2 separate regions of the Mus musculus genome follow, and region 2 is linked to region 1. Evidence: chromatin contacts called from public Hi-C data. All regions are on one chromosome and are shown on one strand. Each heading gives the region's core, a stretch centred on a gene start, on an enhancer-like site or on the middle of the called end of the contact. The rest is flanking DNA. Distances are from core to core; before and after follow the strand shown.

What was found. A called contact is a pair of places that touch in the nucleus more often than the background predicts.
Region 2: a contact with region 1 is called in a Hi-C map of bone marrow-derived macrophages, with 24 read pairs. The contact joins two enhancer-like sites. A contact is called at or near these places in 5 of 484 Hi-C or Micro-C datasets (the G1E-ER4 cell line, bone marrow-derived macrophages, cranial neural crest and 2 more), 8 of 115 datasets of contacts at active chromatin or transcription factors (SST interneurons, bone marrow-derived macrophages, differentiating embryonic stem cells and 5 more) and 3 of 9 other capture datasets (adipose tissue, embryonic stem cells and liver).

Annotation. Positions count from the first base shown.
Region 1 is chr7:139,265,282-139,271,147 of GRCm38.p6, forward strand. It overlaps Pwwp2b (PWWP domain containing 2B), which reads left to right. Exons shown (of 3, transcript NM_001098636.1): 3 at 1,191-1,972. Among named protein-coding and RNA genes, the nearest start is that of Gm51504, 11 kb to the right of the region's middle. Within about 2 kb of position 2,095, at least 82 of the 459 cell types and tissues checked have an H3K27ac peak or open chromatin away from gene starts, as enhancers often do. A contact at or near this core is called in bone marrow-derived macrophages, granulosa cells and heart atrium, where this site is marked.
Region 2 is chr7:139,470,983-139,476,848 of GRCm38.p6, forward strand. All of the region lies in intron 2 of Inpp5a (inositol polyphosphate-5-phosphatase A), which reads left to right. Among named protein-coding and RNA genes, the nearest start is that of Gm46004, 85 kb to the left of the region's middle. Within about 2 kb of position 2,374, at least 50 of the 459 cell types and tissues checked have an H3K27ac peak or open chromatin away from gene starts, as enhancers often do. A contact at or near this core is called in bone marrow-derived macrophages, granulosa cells and heart atrium, where this site is marked.

The DNA.
Region 1 (5,866 bases), core at 845-3,344:
GGGGTCCCTCTTGGTTCTGTAGATGGCTGACCTGCCGCAATTGCTCACTGTCTATGTGAAATCGTGCACAGTCATGCTGCACATACATGTGCACACGCAGAGGGTCCCCTTTATGCCGTCTGCATCGGGATCACACGTAGCTGCCACACCCATCCAGGTGCTGGGATTTTACGTGCTGAGGTGTCTCTCCAGCTCCTGATTTACAGAATCTCTCTCTCTCTCTCTCTCTCTCTCTCTCTCTCTCTCTCTCTCTCGGGTTAAGCGTTCCTTAGAGTTGTTTCCTAGACAGAGATTTTGTGTTCTCTGAACATTCCTCCCCGTCAACACATACAGACTTAGCTTGCTGGGAATGAGATTTGAGGTTTGCGGGAATAAATGGACCCTGGCGTGCAGATCACACAGGAATCTGCTTTCTGAAGCTGGCTGTGTCCTTACTTCCTGTCTGATTCACTTTTTATAGTCCTGCTACTTAACTATCTGCAGCTCCGAGGAGATGGTCTTTAGTGCTTCAGCCACGTTAGGCATCCATTTTATCTGAAGACTGCTGAGTTGACACATTTCTCCAAAACACCTCAGCTTAGTACAGTGCTTACAGGTATCTGTGCTCACTGAGCTAGGCACAGTGGCTAGGCTTGGAGCTGTAGAAAGGCTCTATAAGCCAGACGCCTGGGGCTGATACCACACCCCTAATCCATCTATCCAGACATATACATACTCATCACCATCACCATCACCATCGATTTTCAGGTCTGCTCTCCCTTACCCTGGGGGTAGAGGATGTGTCCTGGTGACTGAGGGACTAAGGATTTTCCTGTACAGTGAGCTCATTATTAGAACAGCAAACTTTCCTTGCAGACATCCTAGTGTTTGGCCCTCCTACTGGACTGGGCTGACCCTGTGCTCCAAAGCCTCCCACCATCTAAGATCCTCTACCGTCCTCTGGCATGGCTGAGCCACGGGCGGCAGAACTTGTGGGAACGAGGGAAGTATGGTTCACTGGCCTGGTGAGAGCTGGTGAGGGTGCAGAACAGCCTCTGGGGTCTCTGCAAAGCCATAGTGCCCAAAGGAGAAGGCTGAAGGGACACTGGTACAAACTCAGTAAGGCTCTGTCCTGATACTTGAACCCTCTAGGGTTCTGTTCCTTATAACTGACCCCTTGGTAACCTCTTATCCTTTCTTCTTCTCCCAAGGTCACCGACAATGAGGGTGCAGCTGCTGTCCTGGAACTTCTGACTTCTGTCCCAGGGACCCACGTGTCTCTGGCTGGCTGTGTGCAGAAACATGCTGGGCACAGTGGCTGGCCTGCCTCCAGAGGAGCAGGTGTGCATGAGGAGGGACCCAGCTTAGGGCACCTGGCTCCTCTCGGCTGAATGTATCTGTTCAGGCTTCAGCGTTCCTAGCCGAGAAGTGTCCTGGAGCTTGGTGACATGTTTGCTGCTTTGTGTGCTAGAGGCTGCAAAGCTTAGGCATCCGCAAACAGAAACAGGGCTTTCTGCCCAGCCTGTGAAACTCCTGGTGTGGGTGCTGGGCCTAGCTACAGGGCATCCTCCTGTGCCTGGCCTCCGTTATTCAGCACGAGCTGCCCTATAGGCTTTGAGGAAACCAAATTGCACGTACTGGGTTCTCCTCCAGCCCTTGGGTATAGGGTCTCTGTGCACTTGAGCCAGGAACCTAGTCGCATCTCTTCCACATTCCACTCAAAGCATGGGTCCCTGGCTCCCAGCCCCAGCCTGCAAGGCCGCCTTGGTCTGAGATGCTGCTATGTCACCAGGACTGGGAAGGGGAGAAGGAAGGCAGAAGTGAAAACAGACCCCAGGTTAGGAGATACCGTCTCTGCCCTGTGAGGCCACATTCCTTTCCCCTCTGTCACTTCCGAGACCAAAAAGAAAACAGAAAGAAAAGAAAACTGTCTCTGCTCCTTTGTCTAAGCATGGAAAGAAATAAACAGGAGTCCGTGTTGAGGCTCTTGCCTGAATAGTTCAAAGCTGCACCTGCCTGACCTGTAGAGAGGTGACAATCCTCTAATGGGGTGGAGAAGGGCCCTGGCCCTCCCTGTCAAGGTGGCACTGTGCCAGTGGTATTGCTCACTCAGGGTCACCTGACAGGATACAAGTCTGAAGCTAGGCCACTCTTTGCTCTAGGCAGTAGTTTCAGTCTCCTGCCTCAGGGCTTACTCTGGTTTTCCAGTCTACCCTAAACCCCTCACTCAGGCAGAGGCTCAGACCTGAACAGTTTGTTTCCTCCAATGGAGCCTCCTGTGTCTGTTTTCTCCCATGGCTCAATTAGAGCTAAGGGATGGATGCCCTGATGGTGGTAGTGGCTTTTCTTGTTCCTGATTTTGATGGAAAATACTCTTGGGTTTTGAGGGTGCCATAGCCCTCAGGAGGAACCTGTGGGCAATACGAGAGCCTTGGTGCCTCTGAGGCTTCTCCAGGCTCAGGAAGGAGGGGTTTGGTGTGGATCCATCACTGACTAGCCCAGCGGCTGCTCTAATGGTGTCCTGTGGACCTGGATCTGAGATTTGGAGGTGGTGGGATGTTCTCCCAACTTTTTATTTTTTTGAGACAGGGTTTCTCTGTGTAATAGCCCTGGCTGTCCTGGAACTCTTTTTGTAGACCAAGCTGGCCTTGGATTCGCAGAGATCCGGCTCCCTCGGCCTCCCCAGTGTTCTGGGATTAAACGTTTGCACTACCACACCCTGCTTCTCTCAACTTTTTGTAGCAGCAAAGCCTTCTTCACATTGAAGCTTTCCAGGAAGATGTGACATCAGACAGTGTCTGCACGTCCCTAAACACATACCATCTCTCCATTTTCAGGGTCTCTCCCAACCACCCTGGAGGCCCTTGTGTCAGGAGGGATGTGTCTTGGTGAATGGAAGCTCTGGGCACCCTTGTGCCTGCTGTCAGCTCATGGCTAGAGCAACAGATGCCCCTCCCCGCAGTACCCCAGTGTCTGGCCCTGAGAACCTTTGAAGATACACAGGTGGAAGTAGGAACCTTGGATGAGAGGGGGCTTTGGAGAAGTAAGAACATCCAGCCTTGCCTTTGTGCCCCCAACACCCCTGTTCTGGGGGCTGGGAGAGGAAGATGGAGGAGCCACTCAGAACCGTTTCCTGGGTGTGTCCTCCCCTACCTCTGTCCTTCAATCAGGCAAGACTGAGTTTTGGCCCTGGAGTCACAGAGTGGTTATCTTCTGCCAGGGCCTGAGTTGCTGCCCTGCCTTTCAGGGGCTCCCCAGGAAAGACTGAGCTAGGGGAGTTTATGCTTTTAATCGGCTTGAGCCAAGTGGACCCTGCCACCTGCGGCCTGGGACAGAGCTTTCCATCTTCAGGAGGCCTGCTCTGCTGGGCAGAAGGGTAGAGATGTATCTTATTCTGAAACAAACAGAACCTAGTAGACTGGACTTCTGGGCTTTGCCTGCGGGATGCATTATGTATCTTCAAGAGCATTGGGCCAGGGCCAGAGGGGATAGGCAGAGGCAGAAGGATCTTATAGTGAGGTCCTAGCCATCTAGGGCTACATACATAGTGAAATCTTGTCTCCAAATAAATAAATAGGCCAGCAAAGGCCACTGGCACTTGTCCCAGGCTTTATTGAAGACTGAAGGAGCAGGCCAGCATGATGTGTGAGCTCTGTACCCTGCTGACCCCCAGCAGCAGCTCAGAGTGGGCTGGCCCTGCCCTCTGCCCATAACTATTCACGCCACCCACATTGCTGAACCATGGGCCTACCTGAGGCCAGTAGAGCCTGAGGAAGGAAAGACCAGTTTCTTCACCAAAGAAGAAATGAGCTCCCTACGCATTCTGGCTCCAGGCCTCCTGTTTTAGCCCACACTGTTGAGAAGGCACCGTTCTGGGGCTCAGTGTCTCTCCCAGGAGAGCTTAGTCCCAGAAGCACCTTCCACTGGGCAGCTCTCGGCCACATACCACTTTTAGTAGTGCAGAGCTTCTGACAGGACTTTAGGCCAGTGACGGTGACATGGACTGGTGTCTGTGAAAACGTGAGTTCTACATCAGAGCCGTGTGAACGGAACTCTCAGAACCTTGGTTCTGGGTCTCAGATGTTGTCCGCCCACATGCACAGAAGGCTCTGTAAGCAAGCAAGCTGTCTACTGGGTCTCCGAGTGGTCAGCCTCGGGCATCTTATGCTAGAGAACTGAGGCTGCAGTGACAAATTGTTCTCCAGGGGTTGGCGGGGAGGGGAGTCTCCAAGAATACTTCACCCTGTGTAGTTGTCAAGGGACCTATGCCTGACCGTGAAAGGTGACGTCCTGGTGTCAGGGTTATTGCTATCATGCAACACCATGGCCAAAAGCAAGTTGGGGAGGAAAGGATTTATTTGGCTTACACCTCCACATCTCCACATCTCCACACGTAGTCCTGAAGGAAGTCAGGGCAGGAACTCAGAACAGGACAGGAACATGGAGGCAGGAGCTGATGTAGAGAGGAGGTGCTGCTTAATGGCTTGCTCCCTCTGGATTGCTCAGCCTTCTTATTTATTTTTATTATATTTTTAAATTATCTAAACTTTAAAGTATTTAACTTTAAATATATTTTGATCATATTCTTCCCCTCTCCCCATGTTCTTCCAGATCCTCTCCCCATCCTTACACACCCAACTTTCTAAAAAAAAGAAAAACTCAATACAACAAAACCAAGAAAACAGACCCCCCCCCAAATATGTAATCAAAAGCACAAAAAGCTGTGGATACAACCATTGTACGCTGGTCAACTACTGAACACGGGCCTGACCTGGATTGGTTGATATATACCCAGTGTCATTCCATCGGAGAAAACTGACCTTCCTTCTTCCAGCAGGTCTGAATGACAGTTCAGTTGTTAACCTTTACCCTAGTGGCTAGGATTTCATTCATTTGCTTTCTTAAAAAATAAAATATAAGATAAAAATGATCACATTGATGTTGGACAAGATAAACTAGCAAAAGGAAAAGAGCCCAAGAGGAGGCACAAGAATCAGAGACCTACTGCACTACTGCATTCTGGAATCCTGTAAAATTACAGTGGGAGCTATAACATGAGCACAGAGGTCCTGGCACAGGCCCTGTGCAGCTGCTTCACTCTCGGACTTCATATGAGCTTTGCTCCCGTTGATTTAGAGGGACTTGATGTCTCGGCCTTCTATCACTCCTGGCTCTGACCCCACTTGCCTCCTCTTCCGTGGGGTTGCCTGAGCTCTGAGGGGAGGGACTTCATCCATCCTGCTTTCTTATAGCATCCAGGACCATGAATGGGCACCACCACAATGGGACTCCCATGCCAATCACTAGGAAACTGTCCTACAGGCTTGCCCACAGCCCAATCTTAGGGAGGGATTTTCTTGAGACTCCCTCCTCCCCAATGACTCTAGCTGGTGACAGGTTGACAGCACAGGTGTGAAGCGCAACCTTTGTGGACATCTGTACATCTAACACTCCAGAGCACTGGGGAGCCCTGTCACTAAAACAAAAGGGACTCTTGCATACCTGACACTTCCCAGACTTCAAGACCATGAAAGTTCCTGTCATGTCTCTTGGTAGCACTCCCTAGAGAGGCCAAGGAGTTACTGGGTATTCAAACTGTTGGCTGGGTCAGTTTCTTCTGCTGTCTAGTCCCTCGATCACTCATGCAATATGATCCTGCTCAGTTGCTTGCTCTAAGTTGCTTGCCCATGTAGGGCCAGTGCCCTCTCTGGCTTGTTGATGGGCTCAGAGGCCCAAGGCACCAAAGCTTTGAGTCAGTCCCTGAAGTCTGTCTTACCTGTCATCCACTCCCAGCCTGGGGACAGCACCTGTCCTGAGTTATGATAGGGCATAGATGATGCTTTAGATGTAATGAGAAGTGAAGTTAGCTTTAAGTCCCTCGATCACT
Region 2 (5,866 bases), core at 1,124-3,623, 210 kb after region 1:
TGTGTTCTTTTCTTATGACTCTTGTTCTGTGTTCAGAGGACAGCTTCTGTGACTTCCATATTTTAAGATTTATGGAGATTTGGTTTATGGCCAGAAGAAGGCTTCTGCTGGAGAACGCATCTAACAAGAGCTCACATCCTATAGACAGTGAGCGTGTCATAGAATTTGTGACGTCATAGGTTTTGGCTTCCAGTTATGCTATCCCGTGTCTTGGTTGTGTTTGTATTCATGAGAGTGTGTGCTTGTGTGAGTGTGTGTACACGTGTGTGCCATGACCGTGAGTCTGCACATGAGTGTGTGTACACGTGTGTGCCATGACTGTGAGTCTGCACATGAGTGTGTGTACACATGTGTGCCATGACTGTGAGTCTGCACATGAGTGTGTGTACACGTGTGTGCCATGACTGTGAGTCTGCACATGAGTGTATATGTTGCTTCTTCAGTGACTGTGGCTCTGTTTCTTTTTCTGTTATTTTTGCCCAGAGTGCTTTGTGTTGTCGCCCCTTCCCTTAGGTCATTTTTCTGTCTTCCTCTCTGATGGTTTTGAGTTTCATCTTCTGAGGCCTTTTCTGGCATCAGTACTGACTCTGTCCCCATGAAGTGGCTCTTTCTTTGAATAAGTGCTTCAAACCTGTGCCTTCCTAATGTGGGGTCTTGGTTGGCAGCACACCTGAGGCCTCTCTACAACTTACCACCTTCCACCGGCTGTCCAGACTGACTCCAGGGCCAGCTGGTGAGCTGTCTTAGTGGGTTTGGTTCTGGGGACAATCTCAAAGAACTGTTTCCTTTTACACAGCCACATCATTCAGAGCAGGTCCAGACTTGCTATTGTGAGCATCAGTGGGCTGGGTTGGGTCTGCCCTTCATGCTTGCTTGCTGCGTGCATACTCTGCTTTTTGTTCTTTGTTTCTCATTCCTACTTTGTTTTGTGTTTTGTGTTCTGTTCTGACTTATGTTTTAGATGTTTGCCTTTTTACTGGCATTTTGAGTGGTTGCCCTAGTTTTGTGATACACAGTCATGTGTCAATTAACAGCAGGGACTCATTCTGAGAAGCATGTCATGAGATACTTTTGCTAGGCACGCATCCAGAGTATACTCATATACTTTGGTGGCCAGGGCAGGCATTCAGGGTAGCCCTTGGATGTAGTAAGGGGGTGTGATGATTAGAGATGGAGGAGGCTGCTGCTGCTGCACTGTAGGCAGACCATTTTAGAGAAGTCTTTTTTTAGGAAGGAGGAGTAGAACACTCTATCTCTGAAGATACAGCACACTGAATATGTAAACCAGGAACAGTCATCTGTGCAATAGTGGCTGTGTGCTGGCATTACCACAGACACCAACACCATGCCATCATGAGGTGGTAGGGTTTCCAGTTCCATTACTGGAGACCACTGTTCCATATATGGCTTGTCATTGGTGACAACATCAGATTGGGTACATGATGGAAGAGGTAAAAATGCTCCCCTATCTGTGTGGAAACCTTGAGGTTGTAAAGAGTTATATGTAGTGTATAGTTGTACCTGTGGGTGCTGAAGAACCTAACAGGCACTATCAGTGACTGAACCTGGGATCTGCACCTTGTTAGCCAAATTTGTTTTAGGAAGTGGGGCATAGCCTGTAGCTGGTTTTATGTTCTCCCTGAAAGCTCAGCTCTTACACACACACAAGTGGCTAGCAAGGCCTAAACAGATAGTCCCTACCTGGATCACCTAGATGTCTTAGAGCACTGTTGGGACAGACATGCTCCATTTCCTTATGAGAAGCTGGCTTGGCAGTACCCTCAGTGGATATAGTACTTTGTCCCCTTGAAATGTTTCTGAAGGTGTTTCTATGGTTTCCTTCCTTTGACGTTGCTTTTGCAGAGTCCAGTCCCAGGCTGGGCTTTTGCTGTTACTGTTTGTAGGGCTTTTGCTCCAGAGGCCTTGGAGATGTTTTCAAGTTTGTTTCGGGTGCTCTAGGGGCCTGTTTCTGGGCAAATTCAATCTTGTTTCCTGTGATGGTGGCCAGTGCTGCTCTGCTCTGTCCTGCTTCAGCTCTGTATCCTCCTCCCAGCCGGTTGGCTGTCACTCCCTCCTCCTGCTTCCTTCCTGCCTAACAGGACTTCTCACTTACACAGTGCTGAGGTTCCTTGCTTGCTCTTTCCTGGTGCCCATTGTGATTTGTTCTTCCTGCCATCACTCTATTCCGTGAGCACTGTGGTCCTCGTCTCCTGTTTGGCTCTTCATTTCTTCTTGTGGTGGTTCTGGCTCTGTGGTCACAGTGAGCTTAGCTTACTCTGCTGCATGGTTATCCTGTAGAGGCTTCTCTGTATGCAGGACTTTTAACCCTCAGCAGCATGCCAGGGACTCCTGGAACTTGCTGTTCCCAGCTGTGGTGGTAGCTTGCGAGATTCCTGGTGTGCTGGCGCCCTCTCCTGTCAGTTGCTGAGTCAGGTACCCTGGCTGGTTGTGGCTTATTTCCTGATGGCTTCTTCTTGAGCATCATGGTTCTTGACTTCTCAAACTCCTTTGTGGACATCTCCTCCCTTGTGCTTTACTCCCCTCCGACCCAGGTGGCTTCTCTATGTTTTATTTTCTTCTCAGGAAGCCTGCCACAGATGATTCTCTTGTGTGCCGACCTGCTCTAACTTGTAGACCCCCGAGATCTCCCTAGAGCCCATGCACGGATGGCCTGGAATCTGCCCCAGAATCTTGGGGACTCCATTTCCTGACCTAACTTTTTGTCTCTCCAGAAGCCCTGATCCAGGGTGTGTTAGCAGTGCCGCTATATCATCTTCAGTCACACTGAGGCTGAGATGTGGGTTGTTTTGCTTATGTATAAACACACATATCACGGTTTCTGTGTTTTGTGTGTGTGTGTGTGTGTGTGTTTAATATATATAATATATGTATATATGAAATTTGGGAAAATGTGTGGATTTAGTTACCTTAGAAGCTATGTATCTAAAACAGCAAGAAGCTATCTTTCTGCTTACCTAGACCTTTCCTCCATTCCACGAATCCTAGTGGCCCCTGCACACAACCGTCCCTGGTGCTGCTTGGGGCAGAGCAGGTCTGTGGAAGGGATTTTCCTGAATTTTCTTCTTCTTTGAAAATGTACTTATTTTGCCTTCTTTCCTGATGGATGTGGCCTGTATTCTTGTCACATGAGAATCTGTTCCCTGAATGACATCAGAGGAACTGGAGCATCTTCGCTGGGTCTGTGTTCCGTTACTTTGCTCTCGTGAACTTTTCCAGTCTTTGGGTCTCATAGGTCTGGTGATATTTGGTTTTCTCTGGCTTAGCTTGCCAGGAATCCATTGACTTTCTAGAGACTGTACATCTCAGCAAACTAAGACAGCATTTAGTTGTTGTTGTTGTTTAAAATTACTTTTTCTGCTCTGCTCTTCCCCTCCTCCTTCATATTCCAGTTACAACCCTATGTCATGTGATATGTTCATTAATCATCTATGCTTCCACCCAAGGGGAACTCACGCATCACATGGTGGGTAGGTGTCATACAACTAAAAAATTCCTCCAACCTAAGAAAGCTGTAGCCAAAGAAGCAAGAGAAGAGGTCCTATAGACGAGGGAGGGGGCCGGGGACATGCATCATGAAGGCTGAGCAAAAGTAGATTTCAGCTTACATAGAGCTTGAAAATACCAGAGCCCCTAGAAGGGCTTTCTTAACAATGGATGTGTGGTGTTGGCCTGCAGAAGAATCTGTTATGAAGGTAAGCATGCTGCTTGTTCTTAAAACAAACATGCTCCATAAAGAGAAAGAGCATGCTAGCAGCAAAGCACCCAGATATCAGTCTGTGAGGAGAACAGGCACACAAAACACTCCAGATATCAGTCTGTGAGGAGAACAGGCACACCTACAAAACACTCCAGATATCAGTCCATGGCGAGAATGGGTCAATGGAAGAGCGCCAGGATATAGTTCTGAATGAGATTCCTGTTTGAGTGCTAGTTAGACAGGTCCTAGGTGTGTGTTCCCATGAGAGAAGCGTGCCCTGTTACTAGAGTGGCTTAGCTGGCACCAGTGTGTGGAACCCACAAGGAATGGCTACCCAGAGCATGCTCCTGGTGCTGCTGCTGTGGCCCAGTGGGATCCCAGCCTTGTCCTCTGAGGTGACCACTCCTCGTATCCCAGTCACACAGACTGTTGGGATCTCAGGAGACAACAGTGCCCATTGCTTCCTTGACTATGGCAGATGTGTTGTGATCATCATTGTGAATTCCATATCCCCAAGTCCAACACAGATTGAGGCCCAGGTCAAATGTGCCCAGGTATGAATGAAGCAAAGGAGTCCTGCCAAGTGGCAGTGACCCACAGCCCTTCCTCACATCAGCTCATGGCTACTTCCTACCACCTGTTGGGGAAGCCTCATCTTTAATGTATAGAAGTAGCTTAGGCAGGACAAAAACTGGCCCCAAGACACACAGTGGTGTGATCATATCATGAGGTGATCCCCAAACCACTAGCCCAGTGTGGGCACCGACGTCAGTGGTGAGGAGTAAAATCCAGGGCAAGATGGAGTCACTGATGTGCAGGGACTTAGGCAAAGCTCTTGGTGATGTTGTTGGGTACAGTGTGCCACTCATTGGGTTCATGTTCCTAAAGAGGCAAATCAGTCCCAAGCCTGTGCCACACAGCCCACAGCTGGCAGATGGGAGGCTCGTGAAGGTCCAGTGAGGTTAGGAGGTGAGGTATGTCCTGGACAGCCTGGTCAGGTCAGGACTCGTCTGACAGTCCCAGCCCACCTTCTCAGCACTGCTCTGTTCCTTTAAAGTCTTCACTACTACTGTATGAGATACACACAAACATACTTTACTTTTAAAAAATTTAATGTAACTGACAACGTGAAGCACCCTTTGACCCCTGCCAGCTGGCCAGCTACCCTTCTAGAGTTGTCCTTGTCACCCTTGTGAGGCTTCAGATTCTCTGTTCAGGTTCAGGACCCTGCGACTTGCGAGGGTGTTTGGGTTTTGCTTTTCTGAGGCAGTCAGGGCAGGGCTAAGTCCCTCTCTGGGTGCATCTGATGAGCTCTCTGCTCTGCCTCCACTTTTAGATACACACAGTGTGCTCCTGCCTGCGTGCCTGTGGGATGGATATGATCAGTGCTCCCTCTGGTGCCGGTGCTGGCTATAACTTTGGTTGAGTCTCAGCCAGGCTTTTTCCTGCTATGGTCCTGAGGCTGTGCTGACACCTGCTGTGGATGGTTTTCATCCTGTTTGCTGGCTTTCAATGCATAGCTGTCTGTCAGATGCCACTCTTTTCAACCAGGGACCTTCAACAGAGCAGACTGGCCTGCTGGGTAGATGTGGCCCTTCAGAGTACCAGCCACTCATTTTGTTCCTTCTCCTGGGCCTTTCCCCCTGAGCCTAGGTCTCTTCCAGATGATGTCTACGTTAAACAGTTATCTTATGACCACAGCATGGTCCGATCTACCTTGTTCTCTGCCCTGGTGAGGTCATATCTCCTTCTGGAGTTTCTGGCCAAGTCTGACTTCTGAGAAGTGCCTATAGTGTCTAGAGAGGGGTCAGTATGCCTGGTACCATGCCCTGCCTGACAGTTATGCTAGTGTTTTCTTGCTATCCTGGAGCTTCTTCCTCCACTGCCCATAGCTGTTGATCTTAGATTCTTTTCTTTTGAAGATATGTAGGATCGTAATTGACCCTTGAGTTCTAGTCATTCAAATATGACCTTTGTGCTATGAAAGGCTATTTGCTTAAACAATAAAAACTCACTTAGAAAGGGAAAGTGCTACTTGGAATTTAGATGAAGACTACCAGATTTGAAGACCAGATTTGAAGAATGATTATGTAACTCGGTTCCTAAAATGAAAACTGTGACTCCTGGGGACTTTCCCCTAACCCTGGA